3 separate regions of the Mus musculus genome follow, and all the other regions are linked to region 1. A link is a contact called in public HiChIP or PLAC-seq data. All regions are on one chromosome and are shown on one strand. Each heading gives the region's core, a stretch centred on a gene start, on an enhancer-like site or on the middle of the called end of the contact. The rest is flanking DNA. Distances are from core to core; before and after follow the strand shown. Region 1 has its middle 34 kb from the start of Lncppara. Region 2 overlaps Gramd4 (GRAM domain containing 4). Region 3 overlaps Atxn10 (ataxin 10).

Region 1 (4,169 bases), core at 735-3,234:
CCATCAGGCAGATCTTGGGAGAAATCAGGAAAAAAAAAAAACTATATAAGGCCAATATTATAAACACCCTGGTCCAGGGACAGGCTTCTTGGGACTCATTTTCAGACATCTTTCCCCAGGCATGGCCGTGGCCCAGGGGGATAGCTAAGGGATTTTTACCACAGACTTGCCTGGCAGAATGCTCATCAATAGTTTAAAATTTCCAGGTGTCAGATCAAAAATTTCCTTTAGATCAATTGAGCACAGTTTGATTTTTTTTCCTTTGACTACTATGATACCAAGTAGACAAAAAAAAAAAAAAAAGCTAGCCAACCAAACTGTATAAAGCCCAATCGAATTACCTGAAGGCCATTATTTTCCCCTAAATTAGGCAGAATTTGATTTCTGAATTTGCAACCAAATTACATACAAACCCTTGCCAAGTACAGGTAGAATTTTAAAATGTATGTGTTCCTGAATATTGCTCTGACTCACCCAATTTCTTGTGTTACCAAATAAAAATTGGGAAGGGGGAGGGGTGGGGGGGGAGAAGACATTAAATTAATTTATTACCATGTGAAAGTAAGGGGGGAGTCAGCTAATAAAAAGGTTAGCACCCCCGCGTGATTACACAATGATTTCAGGTGAAAATTACAAAGCTAATATCCTGGCATTTAGTCGTGGAGCTCAGTAATGATACACTTGTCAAGTCTATTTGTACCAGTGGGGGACAAAACTTGTAAGCGGCATAAAGGAAGATAAATCTCTTTTTATTTGTTGCCTTTAAAAAAATTCAATGTTTTAATCCGTCATTTAATCACAAAACATATATCACATTACCTATAATATTTATGGTGTTTAGGAAGGGTGATTAGAAATTGATTATTATAGTGCAGTGTCTGGATGCAGCTTTTATTTTTTTCCCCTCACGAGCATATCTCAAAGGTATGCAACCGTTTTAGACTTTGCACTTGAGAGCAGTTTTGTGGGAGAATAAGCACCATATATTTGTGTTTAGAATCCCCATTTGGTCATTCCTGAGCTTGCTCATTATTTTGGGAAAACCAGATTTGGCGTTTAGAAGGGCCTGGTGCTTGGAATACCAGTATCTCTGCAGTTAAGCTCAGTCCTAGAGCTTCTGTTCTTCTAGGGCCTCACTAGACCACAAGACTTCTTTAGTGTTTTCTGGCCTCACGGTTGAGGTTACCCCCTCCCCACCCCACCCCCCAGCCCCTACTGTGGCTACAGCAGAAGAGACTTGCTAGGGATCTGTGTGGTATCAGGAGACTGCCTAGCACAGGATCACCCTTTGCCACACTTCCTGATCGAGGCTGGGAACTCTCACAGTAAGGAGAATTGTAAAGGACCATACAGTGCCAGAAAAGATAGGTTTCACCAGCCCTGTGGCGAAGACTCGGCAGAGCCACTCTGGTATAACACTGAAGAGCCCCTGCCCTTCTGCCCCTGAGACTCTAGCCCTAGGACCTGGGTCCACAATACACTCTTCCACAGAAAAGAATGAAGCTCACTAGATGTGACTGTCTTCAGCTACTGGCAGTTGTAGAAAATGAAAGTTGATCAGGGCAGGATGTGTCCTGGATTTTTTCCCCCTCCCCCTAAACTGTATGTTCTGGGGTTGCCTGCACTGAAGTGGTGTGGCTGTTGTACAGGCCAGGGTCATGGTGGTCTACAGTACTTAGACTTTAACAGGTTTCTAGTAGTTAAAGGCCCTGACGGAGCCAGCAAGCCCAGGCTACCTTTATCTAGTATGTTCAGGTTCTCCCTCGTGGCAGTCCAATACAACGTGGAATGAAGTTTCCTGGGAAGCGGGACACACGAGGAACTTTTGAATTTACCAATGGCATAAAAAAATTATATTTTTTATTACAACGAGCAAGTTTCAATTGGTTGACAGAAATGGCGAGATATGACGTCAAAGGACACTGGTTAGAATGCCAAGGCCAGTGGGGAGGAGGAGGGGGGAGACAGGCACAGAGATTGTGGGATGGGCCCTGGAGGCCTTGTTCTCTCTGGCCCTGGTCGTCAACGGGCTATCATACACCTCCAGAACCAGCCAGGTCCAAGTGGCTGTGATCCAGAGCATGTCTGGACAGGAGGAGGGAATCCAAGTCTAGGGACCCTGTGTTCACATGTGTCTCTGAGAGCCTGAGGCCCAGGCTGGCCTGTGTTTGGAAAACGCTTGTGCGCGCCAGTGAAGCGATCTGAAAGACGCTGCGGCCTCCTTGGCATTCTAACCAATAACCAGGTCCTGGAGCCCAGCCGTCCCATTCCCCCTTTTAGGGGCCCGGGGTGGCCTGGAGCCAGCAGTGTCGCTGAAGGGCTGAGAGCAAAGCCATGGCCTTGAACTACCCTCGCAGCTCCCGTGCCCCAGTCCTAATAGCAGGAAGTTGTTTCCAGCGGGAAAGGAGCGAGCCTGGAGGTGGGCACCAGCTCTGGGCAACATGCCTCCGCGAATCCCATGCCTTCCCAGGCACCTTGCACGGCCCCTTTGCATGCTCAGTTCTGTGCATTACTTCCCATACCCATTCGAGAGGTTGTGTGCTCTCCCTGCCGTACCCCGCTGGGCACCGCGCCCCTTGCTCCGTTGGACTGGCTGGGTCGCCCATGCGCGCGCCCTTCCTGCGGGAAGCCACTGCCACTATCGGGCCCACAACGTTGTCTCAGTACGCTATCTAGAGCTCCGTGACCCTGGCGGCTGTCCTCTGCGCGTACCAGGCTGCGGGCGGGCAGAGGGGGATCCTGTAGACCGAGGGTCCCAATCGGCCCCGAGCGTGCACGCGCGTCCCGGTACTGCCCGCAATCATGGCAGCCAGAGCCTTGGAGCGCAGCCGCGGAGCGCGCCCGGGCAGCCGCCTCCGTGCCAAGGCGGCGCGGGTGGCGCGGGCAGCGCGGGCAGGGGACGCGCTCCTGCTCAGCCCTCCCCGCTGCGTTGGCCCCGGGGCTCTACCGGTGGGTCTCCGCGGTGCGGTGCCCAGTGGGGTGGGCGCGCGAAGGCGACGGGCGGGGCCGCGGGGCGGGCGCGCGCAAGCGGGGAGCGCCCGGGGCGGCGTGCCTGCGGGGGCGCGCACGCGGAGCTGCGGGGCCAGGCGCGGGGCCGGGGCGGCGAATCCGCAGCTCCCGCCGCCCTCCCAGCCCAAGCGCGCCCGTCTGGGTGGGGGCCGCCCGGGAGGGGCGGCGCCCGGACGCACGGGCCCGCAGCGGGCACAGCGGCCTCGTTGGTATTCCGGGCGCGTTCGCAACCCTGACCTCCCCGCGGAGCAGGGGTGCCCGGGTGCTCGGGCACGGCCGCCGCCACCGCCCCCGGGCGGTCTCCCCAGGACGCAGGGCGCGCGGGCGCCTCGCTTCCCTCGTCCCCTCCTCCCCGGTCCCCCGTGCCCCCTCCCCCGCCCCGATCCGGCGGCGAAGGGGTGGGCAGGGAAACGCGCTCTCTGGGACAGGTGCCAACTCCGAGACAAAAGACATAAAATAGGCGGCAACGGGGGAAGCGCGGCCAGCGCGCTCGGGCGGGGACCGCGGCGCCGCGGGGGCCGCATCCTCGGTGCGGGCCGGGGAAAGTTTGGGAAGTCGGTGCGGCCGCTCTGCAGCGGCGGGGGACGCGCGGCCCAGGCCGCCCTCCGAGCCGCGCTCGTCCTCTCCGCGCCGCTGCTGAATAATTCATGGCGCGCCCGCCGGCCATTAGCATGCACCGGGCGCGCGGCGCGTCTGTGCCAAGCCACCGCTGCATTCGGAGCCCGGGCAGCGCCAGACGAGTGGCCCGCTCCGTCCCGGTGCCCTCCGGCCGCCCCCGGTGGCTCTCACCGTGGCCACGCTCGCGCCCTGGGCCGCTGGGTCCCGAGCCCGCCCGACGGCCAGGCTCTGAGCGTCCGGGCCCGCTGCGCCCGCCTGGCCGCTCCGGGATGCACGTGAACTTGGAGAAAGTCACGGAGCACGCCGGCCCGGTCCTCCGCGGCAGGGCGTGGGCGCACGCGGGCCCGCACACTCTCGTTGGCGTCCGGGACAAAGGTCTCCAGTGGCGCCAGCCGTGGACGCGTGACTCGATCCTTCGGGCCACTCTTGCGTGGTGGGTCGTTGGATGTAAGACTGCAGAAGCCCGGAGAGCGGTGGGTCCCGGGTTTGGGGCCTCGCCGTAAGCTGGCCAGAGGCCGTCCCACCCTGCGAAGAGTTGCGGG
Region 2 (4,169 bases), core at 804-3,303, 410 kb after region 1:
TTGACAATGACCAGAAGAAGTCTGGAGGGGCCCCCTGCCCTACTGGGTCTCCACCGTTGCTCTTCGTGTTGGGGAGGGGCAAAGGCTCACAAGTACTGGCATAAGGTCCACAGGGCCACGAGCCTGTGGTGATGAAGCCTGGAGTCCTGACTAAAGCAGGGCACTGTCCTGTCTTGCTGAGGCTCTCTGTGTTCTGTTGCTTTGTAATGGGGTGGTGGCTTCTACACTGGATCTTAGCCAAAAGGCCAAGAAGTGATGAGGTAGTGACCTCTGTCAGGTAGAGACATGAGGATAAAGTTGGGTCTCTGAGGAACTCTGAGATGTCCCAACTATGTCTCGCCTTCCCAGCAGCCCTTATGCACAGTGACCTCTGGTCAGGGCAGGGAGGAACCCTGCCCCTGACACTCTCCACCCCCTCAGTTTCTACACTGGCATCATCTGGTTTTGCCCAAGCCACCTGCTGGCCTCTAGGCTAACACCCACCTACCTTTTCCTTGCCTCGCCCCTGGGTACCAGCTTCTCCCAGACTCTGCCTGTCAGTGGGTGTTGTGGACAGAGACCACTTGCCGAGCCATCCTGGGCTGTGTCCTTCTTGACAGTACATTTACTGTGACATTTATATAAGGAGCCACCCACCAGCCTCAACTCTGACCTTCGGGTCCTTGCTAGGTTAGTGAGGCGGACTAGAGGTCCCGATGTCCTACTAACTTAGAAATGAATCAAGGCTGTTTCTGACTGTGACCAGAAAGGAGATGGGCACTCTCGCTGGCTCTGTGACATGTGGTGTTCTGGGTCTCCTCTGACCTTCTCTTTAAAGTGAGACTCTCTTGACCCGGCTCCTCTTCCAGATTATGCCTAGATATAGCTCCCTGTAGGACCTGCTTCGGTCCTCCAAGACCTAGTGGCAGGTCAGAGGTCACGGGCAGGCTGTCCACTGGTTGCCTGGTGTCTATCCGGGAGGCCTCCGAGTCTGCCTTCCGCCCCTACCGCCTCCCACTACCGCCTCCCACTCCTTCCTGCTTCGTCCCCACCTCCATCTTGGTTCCCTCACAGCCTTCGGGGGCTGAAGACATTCCAGGCTGTGTTTATGTGGGTTGTGTCGATGGCTGCCTCTCGTACCAGAAGTTAAAGCAAAAAGACTTTAAAGATATTTATTAACTTACTGAATAATGTCCATGACAACCCCACTCCACGTCAGCCAGCACCCACAGCACATGCTCACTTAGAAAAATTACGAGAAGGAGGACGGAGAAGAGGGGCACCTGCATCGCTGTAGCTCTCCACAGGGTCCGCTGTGACGGGACAGCCCAAGGATGGCCAGGTGTGCTTCCGTAGGTGCTTTGAGCAGAGGTTTGTGGACACCTCAGCCCCGACTGCTGATTCCATTCTCTTGTACGTGGATTCAGAGGTCAGCTCGCTGGGTCACTGGGTCTTTTCAATCTTAGAGGGACTGTCTTCCTGCTGTTCTCCATGATCCCCTGTGGTTGTGTCTGTGCACATGCACATGCACACACACACACACACACACACACACACACGAATGCACACACACTGCCACCACCACCAGCAGCACAACTGCCTGGAAACAGGCCCCTCAGTTCCTCCACTCACCCTGCCTCATTCCCGGGCTCACATCCTGGCAGGGGCCCCAGAAGAGGACTAGAGCAGCAAGACCAGATTCCATCTTCTACCATGTGATGGCCGTATCTTTCCTCCCTGATTCCTGTTTCTTCATCTCTTAAGAAAGGAAGGCCTCTGTAGTCAGCGTAGAAAGTTCCAGGGTTTTTTTCTTAGTGTGTGTCACGCCTAGAGACAGAGATGAGGAGCCTGGAACCCAGCTGCTGTCCATGGGCTTCACTGAGGTGTGGCCTGGGAAGTGCCAAGCAGGTCGCTTATCCTCAGGGGAGCATGGCTGGCATCGTTGAAGGCTGGAGGGGCTAATTACCTGTGGCCAGTTCCTGCTACCTCTGCTGCCCCATGCAATTGGGCAGAGCCTCCCAGATGAACCCAGAGCTGCCTGCTGGTTTCCATCTCCACGACCTGTGCTCATTTCCTGAGTCTTGACCACCGCCTTGTCACCTCTCTGAGTCACAGGTCACTTGGCACCCCATACTGTGCTTGAAATGAGATGATTCTTAATAAGATTTCCCTGCCATTTCCTCTCTGTTTTTTTCTGTTGAGAGGACACTGGCCACACTGCCTTCCCTGCATATCCACCAGCTGACTTTTTTTTTTAACCTCAGTGGAGTTGTCGTCCTGGGCTGTCACTGTCTGTCCCTCAGGCTAGGGACACTCTTCTCCCTCCTGAGTCTAGCATTCACAGCTCCAGCAATATCACCCTCTACTTGTCTGGACCTCAGCCCCAAAATCAAGTGTACCTAAAACTCATGTCTACAATCCTGGCACTCTGGAGGCTGCTGCAGGAGAATGGCTGCTAGTTTGGAGCTAACCTGGGTACATAGTGAATTACAAGCCAGCCTTGGCTCCAGCATGAGATCTTGTCTCAAACAAGGATGATTAAAAAAAAAAAAAAAAAAAAAGCAGCATGCCTGGCACATAGTAGGTGCACCCAGAACACCTAGTAGGATCTTTAATGTCCCCAAGCAGTGGCACACTCACACACTTTATCTTTACTGACTGGCTGGAGCCTCCCTTGAAGTCCTCTCAGACTGTAGCACTCCCAGGAACACTTGTCTTCCTACCACTTTGCCTGTGGGCTACCCTGAAGACTGTGCCTTAAGACAGCTCTGATTGCAGCATGCGGCTTTCAGATTACCTGTGTTGTAGGCTTCAGTTGTACCCAGAGGGCTTTGCAACTTGCTTTAAAATTTTTCTCCTGTCCATGGGACTTGAGAGTTTTTTGGTTTGGTTTAGTTTAGTTTTTGTTATTATTGTTTTGAGACAGGGTTTCTTTGTGTAAACCCCGACTGTCCCGCAACTCACTCTGTAGCAGAGGCTGGCCTCGAACTCAGAGATTCACATCCCTCTGCCTCCTGAGCGCTAGGATTAAAGGCGTGAGCCACCGCCCACCTGGCTGAGACTGAGTTTTAAAGCAGTGGCTACAAGTGAGGGGTGCCCAGGGGTTGAGGGCTGCCAGGCTGGCAGGAACCATCTCCCTGGTGAGTACTGGTTTAGATATAAAATATTTGATAGCAGTGCTGTGCTGGCAATGCCGGTCGGAACATATTCAGGGCTTGCCCGATCAGCGTGAGAGTCTCAGGCATGGCCTCTGATATCAGCTGAGCCAAGCTAAGAAAACTGGAAGTGACTGGAAGGAAGGAACCTGGTTTGGTAGCTCATGGGCTCTTCAGCTGGGAAGCTGTTTAAAGCCAGAGTCAGGGTTAATTAGGGACTCCCACCTGGCTTGTCCCTCACCCTCACCCAGTGCTAGCTTTTGTGTTTGGTTGTATATGAAGAGACACGGACAAACGTCTATCCATCCCCGATAGTGCCCGGATAGTAAACCAGAGAAATGATTGCACACAGGTCTAGCGTAGCGTAGCGAACCAGTGAATCTACTGGGGGGGGGGGGTCCTTACAGAAGGCTCAAAGCCATCTACATCACTGAAAAGCCCACCTCAGCCATGGTGATGACTCAGAACAAAAGCTACCGCGCTGGGAGCTCCCTGCGCGGCACAGACAGCTCGGCCAGCTGGAAAAGTCTCCACTCCTCCGAAAGGGTTGCTTTTCTGGGCCTCGCGTGTGAAGCCTTTTGACTTTTGACCTCTGTGAGTAAGTTTGAGTAGCTTCAGGGACCTCCCTCCACCCTGTAGGAGGGAGTGCTTCAGATTCATCACATACCCGGGGAGTTCCATGCTGTGAAGCCACTGGGTCCAGTTTCCCTGTTAGTGGTGCCCTGGGGACATGGAAGAGCCTATGCAGGGGTCTGGGAATGAGACCTGGAGTCTCTGCGCGGTAGCACTTGATCCGGTGTCCTTATGGGCCTCCTTGGTTATAAGGTGCCCGACAGACATGCTTGCCGCCATGAGTAGAAGAGTCAGCTGATCTGTGAGAAGGCACTGGTCGATCCTAGGTAGACTTGCCTCTGATTGAACTCTTAAGTGACTGTCCTGTTTGGGGCTGATGTGGACCTTATGACATCTTCTGTACTGTGTGCTTGGCTGGGAGGACAAGGGACAGCCCTGGCCACTGCCGGGCACTGTGACTGT
Region 3 (4,169 bases), core at 461-2,960, 310 kb before region 1:
CTAGTAAAATGAGGGGTAAGAGATCAAGGAATGGCTTAGTGTTCAAGGGAAGACGGTTGATGTAGGCAGCGGTGTCTGCACTCTTCACTGTGTTTCAAACTCTTGGGTAGTTTTTCCAGTATGTTTAGTAAACCTTAATGAGAGTGTAAGTAAATGTCCTTCCTTCCTTCCTTCCTTCCTTCCTTCCTTCCTTCCTTCCTTCCTTCCTTCCTTCCTTCCTTCCCTCCCTCCTTCCCTCCTTCCCTCCTTCCCTCCTTCCCTCCTTCCCTCCTTCTCTCCTTCCCTCCCTCTCTCTCTCTCTCTCTCTCTCTCTCTCTCTCTCTGTCAACAAAAGTGTCTTACATATGTAATTGTTTGATACAGTTGCTGAGGAAGGTGTATTTCACATTTTTGTTTCCTCACTAAGTCACTGAAACATTGGGTCAAAGTTTTATGACCTATTTGGAAACAGTCTTGACTGGTGCGGTAGGGTGGAGCACAGACATTTTTGTGTTTTTCAGTCCTGCTCCGCCGCCTTCTGCAGAAAGGGTTTCTCTGTGTAGTCTTGGCTGTCCTGGAACTTGATCTGTAGACCATACTGCCCTCAAAGTCATAGAGATCCTCCTGCTTCTGTCTCCTAAGTGCTTGGATAAAAAAATGTGTACCACTACTGCCCAGCTGCTTCTCAGTTTTAAATTAATTAATTAATCAGTACCCTGCCTTCTTCCTGAAACAAATTTCAGATACCTTAAAAAAATAGACAAGGGAAGAGGGTAGAGTTGCGTAGGTCAGTTGCTTAACATGTGGGAGGCCCTGGGTGTGGTTCCCTAGTGTGGTCTGAGAGGTAAGTGAGGAAACTGGAGAGAAGAGAAAATCCAGACCATGTGGGATTCCCACTGTTGTAAAGTATGAGCTATACAACTACCTCTGGATTTGTCCAAGGCCCAGGCATAAAAAAGCATGGGATGTTTGTCTCTGCAAGACTGAAAGATTCCACAAAGTACACAAGAAACCAGGGTGCTGAAGTTCATAGAAAAAAAATCATGCCCTGGTCCTGTAAAGGGAGGCAACATCTGTGCTGTGTGTTTGGTGATTGATGTCTAGGTACCCCGTGGTCGTTCCTAGTTTGGAGTTTCTGTGTTCTGGTTTACTCCTGTGATTCTACATTGAGAATGGAGAACACTCAGATGGTCAAGACTGTCTGTAAGGGTGTCCAGTTTTCTTCTATTTTTTTAAAAAGAATTATTTATCTATTTTATGTATATGAGTACACTGTAGCTGTCTTCACACAGAAAAGGGCATTAGATCCCATTATAGATGGTTGTGAGCCACCATGTGGTTGCTGGGAATTGAACTCAGGACCTCTGGAAGAGCAGTCAGTGCTCTTAACTGCTGAGCCATCCCTCCAGCCCTTTTTCCTTCTATCTTTAAAAGCAGATTGGTGTTTCTTTAGGGAATCTTAGGATGAGGAAATTAGCTTTCATTTCAGTACCAAATTGCACCAAAAAATTGTCATCTCCAAAACTATAGAATGATAGTAGGCTATACTGTGGCACGATAGAGACTTGTGAAGACTGAGTGCCTGAGAGTGCAGCTGTAGGTCATCTCTCTGGCACTCATTTTCATAGGTGAGCCGGCACCCCACATCCCTTTCTGCTTCCTGTGGCTCTCCCTCTCGTGTGTAAAGTTTGCTGTAGCTCTTGCTATGGAGTGGATGACACGCTCACTTGTCATCTCAGTCCTTCCAGAATGTTGTTTTCCATAACTGAGTGCAATGTCCATATTGGGTAGTGGCAGATCCATAAGCAAGAGTTAATTCTTCTGGGATGGATTTGGGTTGTCCTGGGGATGCAAGTACTGGAATCAGGGAACTTTAGTTGGAATTGTGACTGTGGCATTTATTGGCCAAGTGATGTGGGCAAGCAACTCCTTCCCTTACATTGTCTGTAAAATGGAGAGAGAGGATAGTGTTGATCGTAAGATTATTTCAAAGGCAGAGTGAGAGAACACATGTAAGGACTAACAGCAGCCCCACACATAGTAGGTACCCAGCCTACACTGCAGCCCATAACTTCTGTTTCATAATGAAGGAGGTGGAACAGACCAATCCAGCTTCCCCTGACTCTGGAGTAGGTAGTTTTGGGGCTGGGACATTTGGAAGTCTCTCTTTCTTTCTCTCCCTCCCTTCCTCTCTCTTCCTCCCTAGTTTCTAGTTTCTAACAACCTTATCTTCTTCCAGGGAAACAGCACCCAGAACGATCTTCCAGAGAGTCCTGGATATCTTAAAGAAGTCTACTCATGCTGTTGAGCTGGCCTGCAGGGATCCCTCCCAAGTGGAACATCTGGCTTCCAGTCTGCAGCTAATCACTGAATGCTTCAGATGTCTTCGGAATGCTTGTATAGAGTGTTCTGTGAATCAGAATTCCATCAGGTAGTGACACACGCTCTTCTGAGTGGTTCTTGTATGTTGCTTAATGTTTTTGCTTTATAGTGCTGCACATTTTTTTTTTCTTACAAAACTGTCCTTTACCTCTACAGGGAAACACCCCTATTTCTTGTATTCTCTTGTTTAACAAGAGGGATTATTCAGCTTTCCTGCTCATAATTTGTAACTTGTTTTGAGGTATTTGATTCTTCATGTAAGAGTGATTTGAGTTTGGCATTGGTTCCATATTTCTAGGTTCTGCCAGTCCAAGTTCACATGCAGTTCTCGACCCCCTTTTAATGTTTGACCCCCTTGCAAATGTTTCATTGACCCTGTGTTTAAATTAAGCAAGAATATTTCATAATTTTCTGAGGTTATCTGTATTAAGACTCTAAAGCTTTGAGTACTTCCCCTTCATCTTAAGCTGTGTATGTTTCTGAGGAGTGCTAAGTTCAGAGCAGAGGGTGCTCTCTACCGCTCTTTCCTTTGTACAGCTCTCAAACCCAGAGCTGAGCTTCTCTCCTCTTATGCAGTGCCCTCCCCCTACACGACAGGGTTTCTCTGAGTAGCCCTGGCTGCCCTGAAACTCGCTCTACAGACCAGGCTGGCCTTGAACTCAGAAATCCCCTGGCTTCTGCTTCCCAAGTGCTGGGATTAAAGGCGTACACTACCATGCCTGGCTTTTCCTCTTGCTTTTATGAAACAGACTTCTTATTAAAATTTTATTTTAGAGTATTTTATTTGAAATGAAGTCAGAAGCTACAAGCAGAACGCTCACCTTTCTTTCCTGGATTTGCATGTAGAAAGGGCCTCAAGGCCGCTCCATCACTGCTGTCATGGGTGACGTTGAGCTGGTCCAGAAGACATTTGATTCCCTTGGCTACTTAGACAGTCTTATACCTGAGGCTTTAATATGATTAATGAGATTTTTAAGATGAAAGGGAAGGAAGAAAAAAAGTTGGAGTTGTTTTAATATCAGTGCTGAGACATACCTGCCATCTCTTTGCAGGAAATGGATAGAAATAACCATAACTAATAGTTATTATTTTGCTTTTTAGCTAATTAATTTTAAAAACCTCTTTAAAGATTTATTTTTATTTATGTGTCTATGTGATTGTCACATGTGTATTATGGGGAAACAATGAAGTGCAGATAGGGTGTGGGATCTTCTGTAGCTGTAGCTGTAGCTGTAGCTGTAGCTGTAGCTGTAGCTGTAGCTGTAGCTGTAGCTGTAGCTGGGTAGAAATGAGTGAACTTCCATCCTCTGGAAGAGCAGCAAGTGCTCTTAACTGCTGAACCATCTCTCTAGCCCTGATACCAGGATTTGAAAACATAACTTTGTTCTGAAAACATGGGCCAGGATGCCAGTTTCATTTGTACTTTTCCAGATCAGAAAGGACAGGGAGCCTAGAACAGAGCCTGCATGTGGGCATCTTTGCTGGGCTGGCCTCAGTGGGGAGGAAGGAGGCTCTGGCAGCACGTTTGGGTCTAGGTGCCTTACTTGCAGTATCCTTGTTTTAATCTGTGGGATAAGTGGAAGAATAGTGTGCTACAGTTTCCTTCCGGTTTTTCAGAGGCAGAGACTGTGGCTTGGAGAGGTGAAATAGCCTGTCCCAAAGTCATTGACTGATGCTTAGGGAACTCCATGTTGAAAGCAAGTCCTCGCCATGGCTGAGCCCACAAGGCTCTGTTGTCTGTGAGTCTACCACCCTCCTGCAGTCAGTCACCTCAGCTTGGACATGGAACCCTGTGCACGTGGAGGAAG

What was found. HiChIP or PLAC-seq counts read pairs in DNA pulled down with a chosen protein or histone mark.
Region 2: a contact with region 1 is called in an HNF4G HiChIP or PLAC-seq map of pancreatic cancer cells. The contact joins two enhancer-like sites. A contact is called at or near these places in 1 of 15 datasets of contacts at CTCF or cohesin (the NIH/3T3 cell line), 1 of 484 Hi-C or Micro-C datasets (cortical neurons), 4 of 115 datasets of contacts at active chromatin or transcription factors (forebrain, large pre-B cells, pancreatic cancer cells and 1 more) and 1 of 9 other capture datasets (embryonic stem cells).
Region 3: a CTCF HiChIP or PLAC-seq map of the NIH/3T3 cell line shows a contact between it and region 1, with 6 read pairs. The contact joins two enhancer-like sites. A contact is called at or near these places in 1 of 15 datasets of contacts at CTCF or cohesin (the NIH/3T3 cell line) and 3 of 115 datasets of contacts at active chromatin or transcription factors (embryonic stem cells and pancreatic cancer cells).

Annotation. Positions count from the first base shown.
Region 1 is chr15:85,667,782-85,671,950 of GRCm38.p6, forward strand. No RefSeq gene overlaps it. Among named protein-coding and RNA genes, the nearest start is that of Lncppara, 34 kb to the right of the region's middle. Within about 2 kb of position 1,985, at least 243 of the 459 cell types and tissues checked have an H3K27ac peak or open chromatin away from gene starts, as enhancers often do. A contact at or near this core is called in the NIH/3T3 cell line and pancreatic cancer cells, where this site is marked.
Region 2 is chr15:86,078,033-86,082,201 of GRCm38.p6, forward strand. The region is part of intron 1 of Gramd4 (GRAM domain containing 4); the gene reads left to right. Among named protein-coding and RNA genes, the nearest start is that of Gm15722, 11 kb to the right of the region's middle. Within about 2 kb of position 2,054, at least 67 of the 459 cell types and tissues checked have an H3K27ac peak or open chromatin away from gene starts, as enhancers often do. A contact at or near this core is called in the NIH/3T3 cell line and pancreatic cancer cells, where this site is marked.
Region 3 is chr15:85,357,236-85,361,404 of GRCm38.p6, forward strand. It overlaps Atxn10 (ataxin 10), which reads left to right. Exons shown (of 12, transcript NM_016843.4): 2 at 2,219-2,410. Among named protein-coding and RNA genes, the nearest start is that of Gm23517, 8.1 kb to the left of the region's middle. Within about 2 kb of position 1,711, at least 38 of the 459 cell types and tissues checked have an H3K27ac peak or open chromatin away from gene starts, as enhancers often do. A contact at or near this core is called in the NIH/3T3 cell line, where this site is marked.